3 separate regions of the Mus musculus genome follow, and regions 2 and 3 are each linked to region 1. The links are chromatin contacts, called in public Hi-C maps. All regions are on one chromosome and are shown on one strand. Each heading gives the region's core, a stretch centred on a gene start, on an enhancer-like site or on the middle of the called end of the contact. The rest is flanking DNA. Distances are from core to core; before and after follow the strand shown.

Region 1 (4,407 bases), core at 482-2,981:
TTTTTGCACAAGGAGTCTTTGTGGGCACAATGGCTTCCTCACTGGTTATTTCCCTACTATTTTTTCACACCAATATTTGTATCACAGAGTAGGATTCATTCCTTTCAAAAGATCTAAGTGAAAAAGGTTCCAGAATGTGTTAACTGGTCATGCAAGTTCCATTTCTCCCCTTCCTTTCAAACACCCTATACGGGACAGCTCCACCCAAGGCTTCCATATATGGCTGTAGCCACACCAACCCATCCTCATTAACAACCGGGGACCTACTCCTGCCTCACTAACCATACCTCAGCAAATACCCACCACCAGAACAAGCCAAACAAAACTAAATAGATAAACACAACTAAGCTCCTTCCCTTACATTCACACTTCACTTCCAAGTTGTAAAGTTTAAAAAGTTGAATGAAGAAATAAAGAGGAACACCATCATCTGAAATCATCTTTTTTGAAAGCACTTTCAAGCTAGCCTTCAATGATTCTAATTGTCATCCACTTCTTTAACCTATTACTAATAAACAATACGCCTCCCGTTGGGGGCATAATCAGACTGTCCCAGGGGACCCAGCGCCTGCATTAATGAAGCATGTCTGAACAATCCTAAACCCATTATTAATCTCAGGCCACTGGAGCTCTAGGTCAAACACACCTTGACACTACACCCCATTTCAAAGACTTTCACGGTCTAGAGTTCTGTACCTTCTGATCACCTGCCAACTTTCTAGTGGCCCATTTCAGAAAAGGGAGGGAGGGGCGCTCAACTGTCCCGTTACCAAGGTAACTGAAAACCGTCTGACTGCCCAGCCCCCAGAAGACGGTTTTGTTTGTTTGTTTAGGGATTTTGTATTTTGTTTTAGTCTTTTTGTTTTTTACCTTCAAGTCTTTCTTAGTAACGTCGGTGTGGGAAACAGCTCGAATGGTCCCCGACAGCCAGGGCCACTCGGCAACGCGCTCCAAGTCCCAGTTGTCCTGGCCGCCTTCGTTGCCTTCGGCTGCGGACAGACTGAGGAATCGCTTCCCCACCAATACTGGCCAACTTTCTCCGAGCGTGAGCACCATGGTTTCCACGCCAGCAGGAAGGGCTCCTCCCTGCAGAAGGCACAAAAACAAAATGCGATGGGGGGCGGCCGAGGTCGGAGGCGGCCCGAAGAGACGAAGCGCCGACAGGGACCGGTGGAGTGACACCCCCGCAGGTGGACTCCGCGCCCCAAGCTGCCACCCGCGCCTCCCCAACCCCCCAGCACTCCCCCCCGCAAACACCCCCCCGAGTGCCGCGTGACCCTCTCGCCCCAACAACTTTCGCTTTTTCCAAACCTTTCAAAGCTGGACACTGAGAGAGAGAAGGGAGGACTGAGCCGCGGCGCCAGTGCTTTTGCCTAAGTGTTCGTCCCCTCGCCCTGTTAAAGAAAAGGCTCCCTCTTAGTGCCTAGGGCCCGTCTCAGCGACCGATCCCCGCCCCGAGCGGCCTCGGAGCCGCCGTGGACTCGCTCGCGACTCGACACTTGCCGCGCCCCCGCCCCCCGCTTCCGGGCCGCCGACTCGGGCGCACCCCCGCCCGTCCTGAGCCTTGAACCGAGAAGACGCGGCGACCGCCCGCGCGGGTCCTTCACCCTTCTCCCTCTGTCTCCCGCAGCCGAGGCCCGCGGAGCGCTTACCCCGCCTCCCGCCTCCCTGAGTCACCCACGACGGCGGCAACAGAGCCCAGCCGCCCAGCCGACTCTAGCTCTGACTTGGTTCAAGAGCTCTCTCTCACAAGACACGCACAGCCTCCCGGACCCGCCCCCTCGGAGCCGCTGCCACCGATGATTGGTTGAGTCGCGGGGGATAGGCGGGGCAGCCTAGGAAATTCTACGTTCCTATTGGTTATGCTGAAGAGGGCGGGGTGAGGAAAAAAAACAATTCCTTGGCTGCCTCCTCCCTTCCCCCCGCTCTCAGCAACGACTCGAAGCCGATCCCCCATTAAAGCGCGCAGAACGCGGTCGGTAGATCCCTCCGCCGCAGCTCCATTCTTCCATTTGTTGCCTCGCGCTATGCAAAAAAGTCCCGCCGAATCGGTTATCGACTTTGAGGCCAGAAAGAAAATCGCACAGGCTCACAGATAAGACTGAATGGGGAGACCCAGGATCATGAGCGCCTATTGGATTGCACTTGAAGCGCGTAGGCTGTCGAGCGAAGACCGACCTTCCACCAGGCGGAAGAATCTCACGGGAAAGGGGCGGGGGCGGTGCACAGCCTGCGGGGGAGGGACAGCACTGGGACGTGCGGTTTCAGGCGTACGCAGTTAGAGGGGGAGGAGCGACTAGGCTCTGGGGGCTCCTGCGCACGCGCCAGAAGGGGCGGACTCTTGGAGCTTGGGCTGATGGGTGAAATGGCCGCTGGAGGCGCAGGCGCACGTGGTACTGATCATGACTGTCTAGGTCCGCCATTTTGAAGGATAAATGAAGAAAGGCATTGAGTTGCTGGAAAACGATGTTCATTAAATCTAGAGGCAAACCATCTATTCAAAACTATGTGGGATGTAGGTTTTTTAAAAAGAAAATGTAAAGTGGATATAAGATTTTTGAAACAACAAAGAAATTGAGAAAGTAGATGGAGTTGATGATAAAAGTGATAATGAAAGAGGTGACTTTGAAAGACAAAGGAGAGAAAAGATGGTTTTATGGTTTGGACCAGAGGATTCTTGGTTGAATCAAAAAATGAAATGAATAACTGAAGACTTCTTTATGAAGCCTGGTGCTTAATCTAACATCACACTTAATCTTTATTATAAAATGAATGGAAATTTAGTTTTAATAGTGTGAAAATGAGAATTCAGAAAAAATTCAAAATGTATAAGGGAATGCTATACAATGCAAATTAGTACCAGATGTTTATTTTGAAAAATATTTGGTTTGAATGTATGACAACAGAATGTTAAAGATTAAATAATGCTGAAGTTGAATTAAACTGAATTGGATTTATTATATTCAAACCATTAAGAGGTGGGAAATGGAATGAAGGAACCTATCCACTTCATCAAAAGGCAGAAATGGAAACAAGAAAAACAAAAGGAAGAAGAAGAAATTATGGTTAAAAATAAAATGACAGGAATAAGTCCATTTATATTTACAATAAATATAAATGGGTTAATTTTATAAATAAACATGGAGAGGTACTTAGTATTTAAAAAAATTTTTTTGGCATAAGAAAAGTACAGCATAAGAAACTTGAAACTATTAGGGTAAAATTTTTATAAGACTAATCAAAGGAAAGCTACATTGGCATCTTGTACAGTTATACATTATTTAATACGAGGGATATATTCTGATAAAAGGTTGTTAGATGATTTCATTACATTGATAACATAGTGTCCTTACAGAAATTACCAAGTCACTGAGAAAAACTTATGGGATCACCACTGTATATATCACATGTCACTTGCCATAATGTTGTTATATGGTATATGACTAAGAGTAAAAGCATAAAAAGAAGAAATATATTAATAAAGGATTGGGTCTATAAAATACATTATTGAACTATTCAAACTGAAGATATGAACTAAGTTAATAGTACTAAACAAGAAAGTTTTGACAGCTTATAATCACAGTAAATGCTATAAATCCATTTATCTCAGAAATAAGCAGTTTAAATTTTTAAAATGAGAGAATGTGGAGGACTTAGATCACATAACACATAATTTGGAAAATAACAGGCATAAATTCTACTAAAACAAAAGACATTTTTGTTTTAGGCATAAATTCTACTAAAACACACACATGACTTTTCTGTTTTATTCATGATTCCAGAACCAAGAAAAGTTGGAGAGATATCCAGTGTACTTTATGAACTTACAAAGTCCTATTACTAAATCTGAACAACAACAACAAAAAAACAACAAAAAATACTTACATAGATGGAAAGTTCTTTTATTTAGTAGAGTTACTAGAAAACAATCATGGTTTTTGCTGTTAACTATAATCATTATATAAAATAATGGATTTTATTTGAACATTTTCATATGTAATCCATTTTAATAATATTCTTTCCCATATTACCCTCTCTTGTTTTTCATTGCATTCCTGATAGCCAGAGATGCCAGAAACATTAAAAGGACATTGAATGTTCATGAGCTTAAAACTTTTATAAGCTTCCTAGAAACCAGTGTGTGAGTATGTATATGAGTATGTGCCTGTGTGTATCTTGAGAAAACTGCTAACAAATATGGACTGGAAGAAAGGATAAGATCACTTATTTTAGTAGTCACATCCAGTGGATGTGGGAAGAAAAATGGAAATAATTTAAATGTACTTCAATTGGAAAATAAATAAATGAATAAAAAGAACAAGGCACGATGGCTCCTTTACCCACTGATCTCTGCACTTGGAAAGTGGAGGCAGGAGAATCAAGAATTCAGGACTAGCCTCAGGTATA
Region 2 (4,407 bases), core at 860-3,359, 730 kb after region 1:
CACTCAGACCCAAGCCCTGGTTGTTCTAGGGCCCCACCACCCAGAGTCTAGAGGCTGGCAGAGGGAATTGCAGCCTGGCACCTTCGGACATTTGACACCTTTGACATCTTTCTGGCTAGCAGCAGGGTGGAGGATTCGGAAGGAGCCCCTGCTTCGGCTGGTGAGCCGTGCAGCTGCAGGGTGGGTAAAGAAACCTTTAATGATTCAGAGTGCAGAGGGAAGGTATCAGAGAGGCTGAGCGCTCAGCCCTGGCAGCTGCCTCACGTGTACATGGCTCCGTGGAGGTTCTCCAGGCGGTGCTGCTGCTGCTGCCTGCGAGCCTAGAAGAAAGACGCCAGGCTTAGGCAAGGCTGGGTCTGAATACTCATGGATAGGACCATGCAGAGAGCAGCTGTCACGGGGTCTCTTTTCAGGCTTCTAACATTAACAATGCTGAGACCTTTGCCCTCACCACACTGACTTGGAAGGGAGCCCAAGTGAGGGGGGCGTTCAGAGGCCTAGCCAAGCCTGCTGAGGAGTGGGGAGTGTGCAGCAGGGGTGGGGTGACCAGACCTTGTCTTTCTTGTGCTCTTCATAGCTGTCATCATCAGTGGGCAGCTCATGGCGGCACAGAGGGCAGGAATTTGTCTAGAGAAATCAAGAGCGGTATTCCGGTCCTTTCCTGCTCCTGCCTTCCAGCCCTGCTCTCTCCCTTGATTTCACCCCAGTCCATTACCAAAAAAAAAAAAAAAAAAAAAGCCGCTTAGGAACTGGCGGGAACTGGTGTTGGGGCCGGGAAGGGATGGACCGAGTACCTTACTTAGCCAGGGCAGAATGCAGTTGGAATGGAAGAGATGATGGCAGGGCATCTCAATCACAGTCTCCTCCGCCTCAAATTCCAAAAGGCACACGGGGCACTTGAGATCTTGAAGAGGAAGTGTCGATCAGGAGAGCAGTTAAGGCCCAACCCAACCTCCCACTCAGACACAGGCTTGGCCTAGAACACTAACAGGCCAGATTGTTGGTGGCTAGGGGGAGTCGGCAGGCAGGCAGGTCTGGCTTATCTGCCCTAAACAGAAAAAAAAAACAAAAAAGGCCTTGTGTCCTCACCAGCCTTGGCGCTACTGATGACTGTTCTAGGGAGGCTCTCCACCACAGCCTTGGCAGCTGGTGGGGGAAGGTGGTGTTCCCAATCTACCAATCCCAGGTCCTCAAAGTCCATCCTATTAAAGAGTGATCTGAGGGAGAAAGTATAAATCAGAACTAAGGAAATCATCTAGTTCCGGCCCCCATAATCCACTGGGAAATACCTGTCCTGGCTAAAATAGTAATAATAACGAATAGTGCACAAGAGCTCCTCAGTAGGGTGGGAGCCAGAGGTGGTGGCCCATGCATTTAGTCACAACACTTGGGAGGCTGTGAGTTCGAGGCCAGTCAGGGATACATAGTGAGATTGTCTCTAAGCAAAACACACACACACGAAACAAACCCACCAGCACAGCTCTCAATCAACCCCGGCTCGCTTTTCCCTTTTTCTTTCTACCTCCCAAGTAGTTGGATTAAAGGTGTGCACTATCACTCCAGGCAACTTTCCCATTTTACTAGAAATAGCAGTCTCAAAGAAGTCGTTCAGGAATAAGCCAAAGTTGATTCCAGGACAGCAGTGAGTTTCTCTCCTTGCTTATTACTAGCAAAACACTACCCAGTTTACACACTTGGGCACAGGCCGTGTCCGCCCCCATGACAATCTTGTCCCGTGCCTCCCTTTGCTACACCCACCCTTTCTATCTTCGTCTTTCCCACGATCCCCTGGCGGGCCCTACTCATTAATAGCCCAAATTAACGACTCCGACTCGACTAATCGCGTCGCCCTGACTAACATTATTTACCCCACCTCCCAGGTTAACCCGCCCTCTCCGCCAAACCCCAACCCAGAAACCTGCCGCCCGGGGCCCAGCTCCAAGCCCCGCGCACTCTTCTCGCGAGTTCCAGCAACATATTGTTGCGGGCCTCACGCTCAGGGTTCAACGGCTCGCAGTCGTGCTCATCAAAATAAGACGCCATGGCTCCTGGGCTGCCGGGCTTGTCTGACACAGCTTTAGGTTGCCGCTGGAGAGCCGAATCCAGCGCTGGCCAATAAGCGATCGAATTTCAAGAGGAGAGCCAATCAGAGTGCTCCTGGGGTGGGCATAGTGACTCGCACACAGAGGCGGAAGTACCGATGCAGCCGCCTCTCGTTGGTTGGATAAGTCAGGTGACCAAAGACTAAAGCCAATGGGGTTGGAGAAAGAGGAAATTCCGGGGACTTTTCGGAGCCAGGATCTGAGGGCTCTCGCCGGTTTCTAGAAGTGCCAGTCCAAGCCGGAAGTATCTCTACTGTGTCTCCTTGGCTGAGTTTACCTGCATGTTCCACCTACTCCCTGAAAGGAAAATTCCCACGCATTGATTATGTTTTATGCATAAAAATGGGTGAAGGGCCTGGAGAGATGGCTCAGCGCACCCAAGTTTTAGTCCCAGCACCCACTGGATGGCGCACAACACTATTTCCAGAGGGTCTGATGCTCTGCGGGCACCAGGCAAATAAGTGACAGACAGACAGACATGCAGCAAGACACCCACTCGTATTATAAATAAATAAAGCAATCGATGGTGCATGTCTTTAAGTCTGGCACTCAGGAGGCAGAGCCAGGTGTTTTTCTGTGAGTGGGAGGCCAGCCAAGGCTAAAAAGTTGAGACCTTGTCTCAATCAATAAAAATAAAAATTAAAACAAATAAATATAAACAATAAAAGAAGGAAAATAGACAAAACCATGCATGATTAGGAGTTCAACTTGGGCAGTTTACTGTAATTCCAGCTCCAGGTAATGCCTCTTTGCTCCTCCTCCCCGGTACCTACATTCACCTGACAAAGCACACATAGTTATAAAATAAATTTTTTTGAAATTTTTGAAAAGGGGGGGAGTGACCGCCAGAGGATTGCAAACTTAAGACCAGCGTGGGCTACATAGTAAAATCCTGTCTTTAAAAAAATTCAAAGGAGAGGCATATTCAGGAAAAGAGCATTCCATAAATACCTGATTGTAATTGTCTAGTACTGTAGTGCGGCACCTCAGAGGGGCCTTAGAGTTCATGCTGAGCATCTGCTCTACCACTGACCTGGGTCTCAGAAGTAGCTTGCCCAAAGTGAGTGCTGCTGACCCACCTAGCAGGGCAAAGTGCTATCCCCCCATCTTTCTCAGAAGAGGAAGATGATAATAAACCCAAGGAAGGTAACAAGTGCTTAGAGCTCTCAAGGTGGCATACACCCATCGTCTCAGAATTTAAGAGGCCACTGGGCTTTTAGGGAAACACTGCCTCTAACAAACAAACAAACAAACAAACAGTATTGTCTTAAGCCCTGTATGTTTGTTATCTTTTTGTCAACTTGACATAAGCTAAGATCATCTGGGAAGAAGGACCCTCAAACCCTGAGAAAATGCCTCCATTCCATTGGCCTGTAGACTAGTCATTTTCTTGATTAATGACTGATATAGACGGGCCCAGCTCACAGTGGGAAGTAACACCCCAGGGCAGGTCCTGGGGTGTATAGGAAGCAGGATGAAAGAGCCGGTCAGCAGTGTTCTTCCATAGCCTCTGCTGCAGCTCTTGCCTCATGTTCTTGCCATGATTTTCCGTCCTGACTTACCTTCATGGTGGAGTATAATTTTAAGATGAAATAAACCCTCTCCTCCACAAGTTGCTTTTGGTCATGGTGTTTTAACACACAAAACAAAAAGGAAACCGAGTACCAGGACTGGGGTATTGCTGTGGACATATTATTCTTAGGAAGACCGGGAAGGATGACGAAGAGGAGCTGGGAAAGTTGTTCAAGTGCTTAGATCGAGCTGTCTTCAGGCGCACCAGAAGAGGGCATCAGATCCCATTTCTGATGGGTGTGAGCCACCGTGTGGTTGCTGAAATTGAACTCAGGACCTCTAGAAGAGCAATCAGTGCTCTTAACTGCTGAGCCATCTCTCTAACCCAAGTGCTTAGACCTTAATGAACTGTTGTGGGAACTTGGAAGATAATGCTGAGAGCACTGCAGATGACGGAGGCCTGGCTTAATGACGTTTCAGAGGGAAGCTTGTGAGTCCTTTAAAGACTCTGTTGGGGCTATTTATGAGATATATTTTCATTGAGAATCGGTGGCTCTGGGAAGCTGGTGCTAAAGAATCAGCCATGACTGCCAAAAGGCCAGTACCATTAAAAAGTGAAACCTTAGCTCTACTGGGACAATCCATGCTGGTTAGCTAGAGATGAGAAATCAGCAGTGATTAAGAAGATGGGGTCTGGAGAAATGGCTCAGAGGTCAAGAGCACTGATTCTTCTTCCTGAAGTCCTGAGTTCAATTCCCATCAAGCAGTTGGTGGCTCACACCCATCTGTATGG
Region 3 (4,407 bases), core at 587-3,086, 530 kb after region 1:
TCAAGAGTCCATTTTTCCCTACTTGGCTTTGCTCTGACTGAGGTAGAATAAAGGCCCTAGGTGATCCGTCATGGAAAATGCACCCTCAAGTTTTCCAAAACTGGGAACTGAAATTGAACTGATGATGGCTTCATTTTCACACACACACTAAATCCTCCAGGTCTGGGACTGTGGCCCTGACACCGAGTGGAGGCCCCTCCCCAGGGTACCCATCTCTGTGGCTCCGGCTGACTCTCCTGACAGGCCGTTCCACTGCTAATGCCATTTTGTGCAAACAAAACACAGTTCCAGAAGGTACTCATGACTGTATCCTAGTGCCCAGTAGGGCTCTCAAAAATACGGCCCTGCTCCATTAGAATAACCACCATCAGTGCCTGCAGTCCTCTGCCAGCCAAATCCCTAGGCGGCAAAAACACCGGCTCAGACCCTTTGTACCAGAGTTTCCATCTAGAAGGGGGAACGTAATTAAGCAAAGGTAGTGTAATGAGGACGTCGGCATCAGGGTTCCTCTAGGAAAATTCCATGCTGGAGGAAAGATGGGCCACCCACAGGAACTCTGACTTTAGAGGAAAAACTACCTGCCTATGCATTGTATCCTTCCTGCATTGTCCCCCTCTATCTCTGTCTCTGTCTCTTTCTCTCTCCCTCTCCCTCTCCCTCTCTCTCTCTCTCATACACACTCACATGTAAAGCTGCAGTAAGCAGGTTTAAGGTAGATTGGGGTGTGTGTGTGTGTGTGTGTGTGTGTGTGTGTGTATGTGTGTATGTGTGTGTGTACGTGTGTGTGTGCTGGTACATGTGTGCACACTTGTGCACCTGAGATTGACATTAAGTCTCACTTGATCTCCGAGTTAATCACTTAACTCACTGAGTTAGCATCTCCCAGTTGACCCCAGAACTCACCAATACTGGTTAGTCTAGCTTTCAGGCTTGCTCTGGGCACCCCTGTCTGCCTTCCCAACGCTGGGATTGCCCATCTGGCATTTACATGGGTTCTGGGATCTGAACTCCCAGCCTCACACTCAAAGAGCAAGCACACTACCAGTTTTTTTCCCATCCCATTTCTTCTTTTAATAAAAGCTTTTGGACGCAGGGTCAGGCCTTATGGCTGGAAGCCAGCAGTAGCTTCAGACATCAAAGCTATTAACCATGGGACAAAACGCCATTTTCAGCAAGTCTGAGCCCAGGCCAGGGGGTGATCAACAGGAGGCAGGAGGCAAGAGGCTGGAACTCAGTGCAGACAGAGTGAGCTTGCTGAGGGAAGGAAGTGACACACACTGTCAACTCACAACAGGATATACTTTCTCAAAGCACAGCATGGCATGGCTCACTTTATCTTACCAAACCAAACTGACAAATGTAGGCTCAGGCATGACCTCAGCTGAAACTTTGCAGGCCAAACTGAGATCATTGTCAGGGCAAAAGGCAGTTGGACTCCCAGGGGAATACTAGTGGAAGATTCCCTTGACCCATCGTTAAAAACCAACAATGTGACTGCGGATAGAAGAAGCCATGGGGACCTGGGCGTTGAGTGTCCTGGGAAGGGGGATGCAAGAAATCTGACTTCTTGTTGGGCCACACTGAAAACCGATTGGGGCTGGCGGTCTGGGCCTCAGCATCCTTCAGGCTGCCTTCTGACTCAGGATTCTGCTAGCCATTTATCTAGATTCTTTGAAAGCCAAGAACAGGAGTTAGGAGCCTAACTTTGCATCAGCACTGGTGTGCGCGGGAGCCAGTCACAGCCCCTCTGGCAGTTTCTCCACTCAGCAGAGCCTGTTCACTGGGACTTCGCTTTTGAAAAGAAAACCAGTGACTATTACTCATGAGCCGGTACGCAGCGCCACCTAGTGTCGTGAAGCCGTGTGTACTGTTCTTAGTGCCGAGCTTCCAGCCCTGACTGACTGTTGCAGGGTTCCAGCAGCTGGAGCACACACAGAACCTTCCCGCTCCGTCTGCGCATTTCCTATCTGATGTCCTAGCTAGAGGCTCCTCTTCCCCTCTCATGCCTTTGTCCCCGATCTTTGTTTCTCTGTCATCTCTTTCTGGAAGAACATCAATTCCCATGGGTCAAACCACACACTGGGAGGAAAACAAAACAAAAAAGCCCAAACAAACAAACAAACAAAAAGCCCAGCTTCTTCAACAAATGGTACTGGTCAAACTGGCTGTCTGCACGTAGAAGAATCCACATAGATCTATATTTACAACACTGCCCAAACTCCATATGAAGCAAAGACCTCAACATAAAATCAGATACACTGAACCTGATAGAAGAAAAAGTAGAAAATAGTTTTGAACTCATTGACACAGAAGAAGACATTCTGAACTGAACACCATTAGCATAGACACTGAGAACATAATTCACAAATAGAACCTCATGAAAAGCTACTGTGTGGCAGGGGACATCATAACTCAGACAAAGTAATAGACTACAGAATGGGAAAAGATTTTTTTTTTACCAACAATAGAGTGCTAATATCTCTAAAATGTATAAAGAATGAAAAAACTGGACATCAAGAAAACAAGCAACCCAATTAAAAATGGGGTACATATATGAGCAGAAAATTCTCAAAAGAGGAAATACAAATGGCTGAGAAGTACTTTAATGTTCAGTATTGTTAGTCATCAGAGAAATGCAAATCAACTTTGAAATTTCATCTTATACCAGTCACAATGATCAAGTTCAATAAAACAAGTGACAGCAGATGCTGGTGAGGACATGGAGGGAGGGGTCAGTCCTCCACTGCTGGTGGGAGTGCACACTTGCACAGCTACTATGGAAATCAGTGTGGTGACCCTCAGGGAGATGGGGACTGATCTACCTAAGATCCAACTATACCACTCTTGGACATCTACCTAAAGGCTACTTCATGCTACCATACCATACTATTCTATACCATACTATACGGTACTATTCTATATCATACTATACGGTACTATACTATACATTACTTGCTCAACCATGTTCATTGCTGCTCTATTCATAATAACCAGAAATTGGAAACAGCCTGGATGTCCACCAATGGATGAATATATATTTTTAAATGTGATAAGTTTACATAATGGAATGCATTCAGCCATTAGAGAAATAAAGTCATGAAATTAGGAAATAAAAACATCATCCTGAATGAAGTAACCTAGACCTAGAAAGACAACTTTGGCATACGCTTGTTTATTTGTGATGTTAGCTGTTGAGTCTTTAATAAGCAGGCTACCATCCAGATAACCACAGAGGTTTGGCAGAGAGTAAGGGACTAGCAGGGAGGGAGGGAGGGATGTCCCTAGGAAGGAGAAATAAAACAGGTAAGTATAAGTGGACAGGGGAGGCAGGAACAGGAGGATAAAATGGGGACAGGAGGAAAGAAGAAGTAAGGGAAAGAATATGGGAAGAGACTGATAGCACTAAGAGCCATTTGAGGGGTCATGGGGAAACTAACACAATAGAAGTGTCCTAAATCTAAATGAAATGATCAAATAATGGGAGATGGAACCCCAACTGGACATTTCTGGTCACCAAATGAGCTTCTTGTGCTGGTAATGGGTTATATCTAATTGAGTCGTTGGCCAAAGGCATCCCATTGGAACTCCCAACCAACCCAGGCTGTTGCCAAAGCTTTTGGCTGTTGTCCTTAAACTGATAGTAAAGCCCTATTCCTGGAGACAACAACCACACAACTCACTGAACACAGAGAAGTAGAGTTGATGCCTACATACAGCCATCACCCTATAGACTACTGTTCTGGATACTTGAGGGTGCTCAGCACACTACCGAAGGAGAAAGGTAACTACCCATCAAGCTACAAAGTCCTTGAATCTACAATAATGACCTGCTTGTAAGATGTGCTAGGGCAATAGTGGCACAAAGCTTGTGGGCGTAACCAGCCAATATCTGATTTGAGTAAAGGCCCACTCCATGAGATGAACTATATCCCTGATAGTGTTCTGATGGTCAAGAACCAGAGACAAGATAGGCCAGGGACCTAGGGAAAAATCGAATACTCCTGCTCTGCTAAAGGAATGAACTAATAAAGTGTTACTCCTAACAACATTCTGCTCTAGTCATAGATCGATGTCTTAAGCTTAACACATTAACACAGAGGCTTCCTCCTGCAGTGGCTGGAAACATACTGAGACACACAGCTGGACAACGGACAGAGAGTGAGAGATCTTGGAGCACTCAGTCCTAAATGGGATGCCTGCATGAATTCCTTTCCCTCGGGACTCAAGAGAATCCTTTGAAAGAGGAGGCAGAAAAATTGTAAGATACAGACTGGGTGGCAGACACTAAGGAAACAAGGCTTTCTAAAAACAGCAGGGCCGATACACACAAGAGCTCACAGAGACTGTGGCAGCATGCACAGGGCCTCTGTGGGTCTGCACCAGATATGATCCCAGTGCTGAAAGAAG

Evidence for each region. A called contact is a pair of places that touch in the nucleus more often than the background predicts.
Region 2: a Hi-C map of effector CD8 T cells shows a contact between it and region 1, with 8 times the contacts expected there. The contact joins the promoter of Rnf181 here to the promoter of Kdm3a in region 1. A contact is called at or near these places in 1 of 39 promoter capture datasets (pre-B cells), 4 of 484 Hi-C or Micro-C datasets (CD4 T cells, CD8 T cells, effector CD8 T cells and 1 more), 2 of 115 datasets of contacts at active chromatin or transcription factors (astrocytes and bone marrow-derived macrophages) and 3 of 9 other capture datasets (adipose tissue, liver and macrophages).
Region 3: a contact with region 1 is called in a Hi-C map of muscle stem cells, with 4 times the contacts expected there. The contact joins the enhancer-like site here to the promoter of Kdm3a in region 1. A contact is called at or near these places in 4 of 39 promoter capture datasets (the C10 cell line, cranial neural crest, hippocampal neurons and 1 more), 4 of 484 Hi-C or Micro-C datasets (CD4 T cells, cranial neural crest, muscle stem cells and 1 more), 7 of 115 datasets of contacts at active chromatin or transcription factors (astrocytes, embryonic forebrain, embryonic midbrain and 4 more) and 2 of 9 other capture datasets (adipose tissue and liver).

What each region holds. Positions count from the first base shown.
Region 1 is chr6:71,631,186-71,635,592 of GRCm38.p6, forward strand. It overlaps Kdm3a (lysine (K)-specific demethylase 3A), which reads right to left and starts at 1,732. Exons shown (of 27, transcript NM_001038695.3): 1 at 1,653-1,732; 2 at 1,312-1,394; 3 at 871-1,086. The coding sequence starts at 1,056.
Region 2 is chr6:72,360,323-72,364,729 of GRCm38.p6, forward strand. Rnf181 (ring finger protein 181) reads right to left here and starts at 2,110. Exons shown (of 5, transcript NM_025607.4): 1 at 1,919-2,110; 2 at 1,090-1,217; 3 at 795-904; 4 at 553-627; 5 at 1-320. The coding sequence starts at 2,043. The coding sequence ends at 261.
Region 3 is chr6:72,163,240-72,167,646 of GRCm38.p6, forward strand. Gm38832 (a long non-coding RNA gene) reads left to right here. Exons shown (of 2, transcript XR_869176.3): 2 at 4,114-4,407. Among named protein-coding and RNA genes, the nearest start is that of Gm38832, 3.5 kb to the left of the region's middle. Within about 2 kb of position 1,837, at least 42 of the 459 cell types and tissues checked have an H3K27ac peak or open chromatin away from gene starts, as enhancers often do. A contact at or near this core is called in adipose tissue, microglia, muscle stem cells and 1 more, where this site is marked.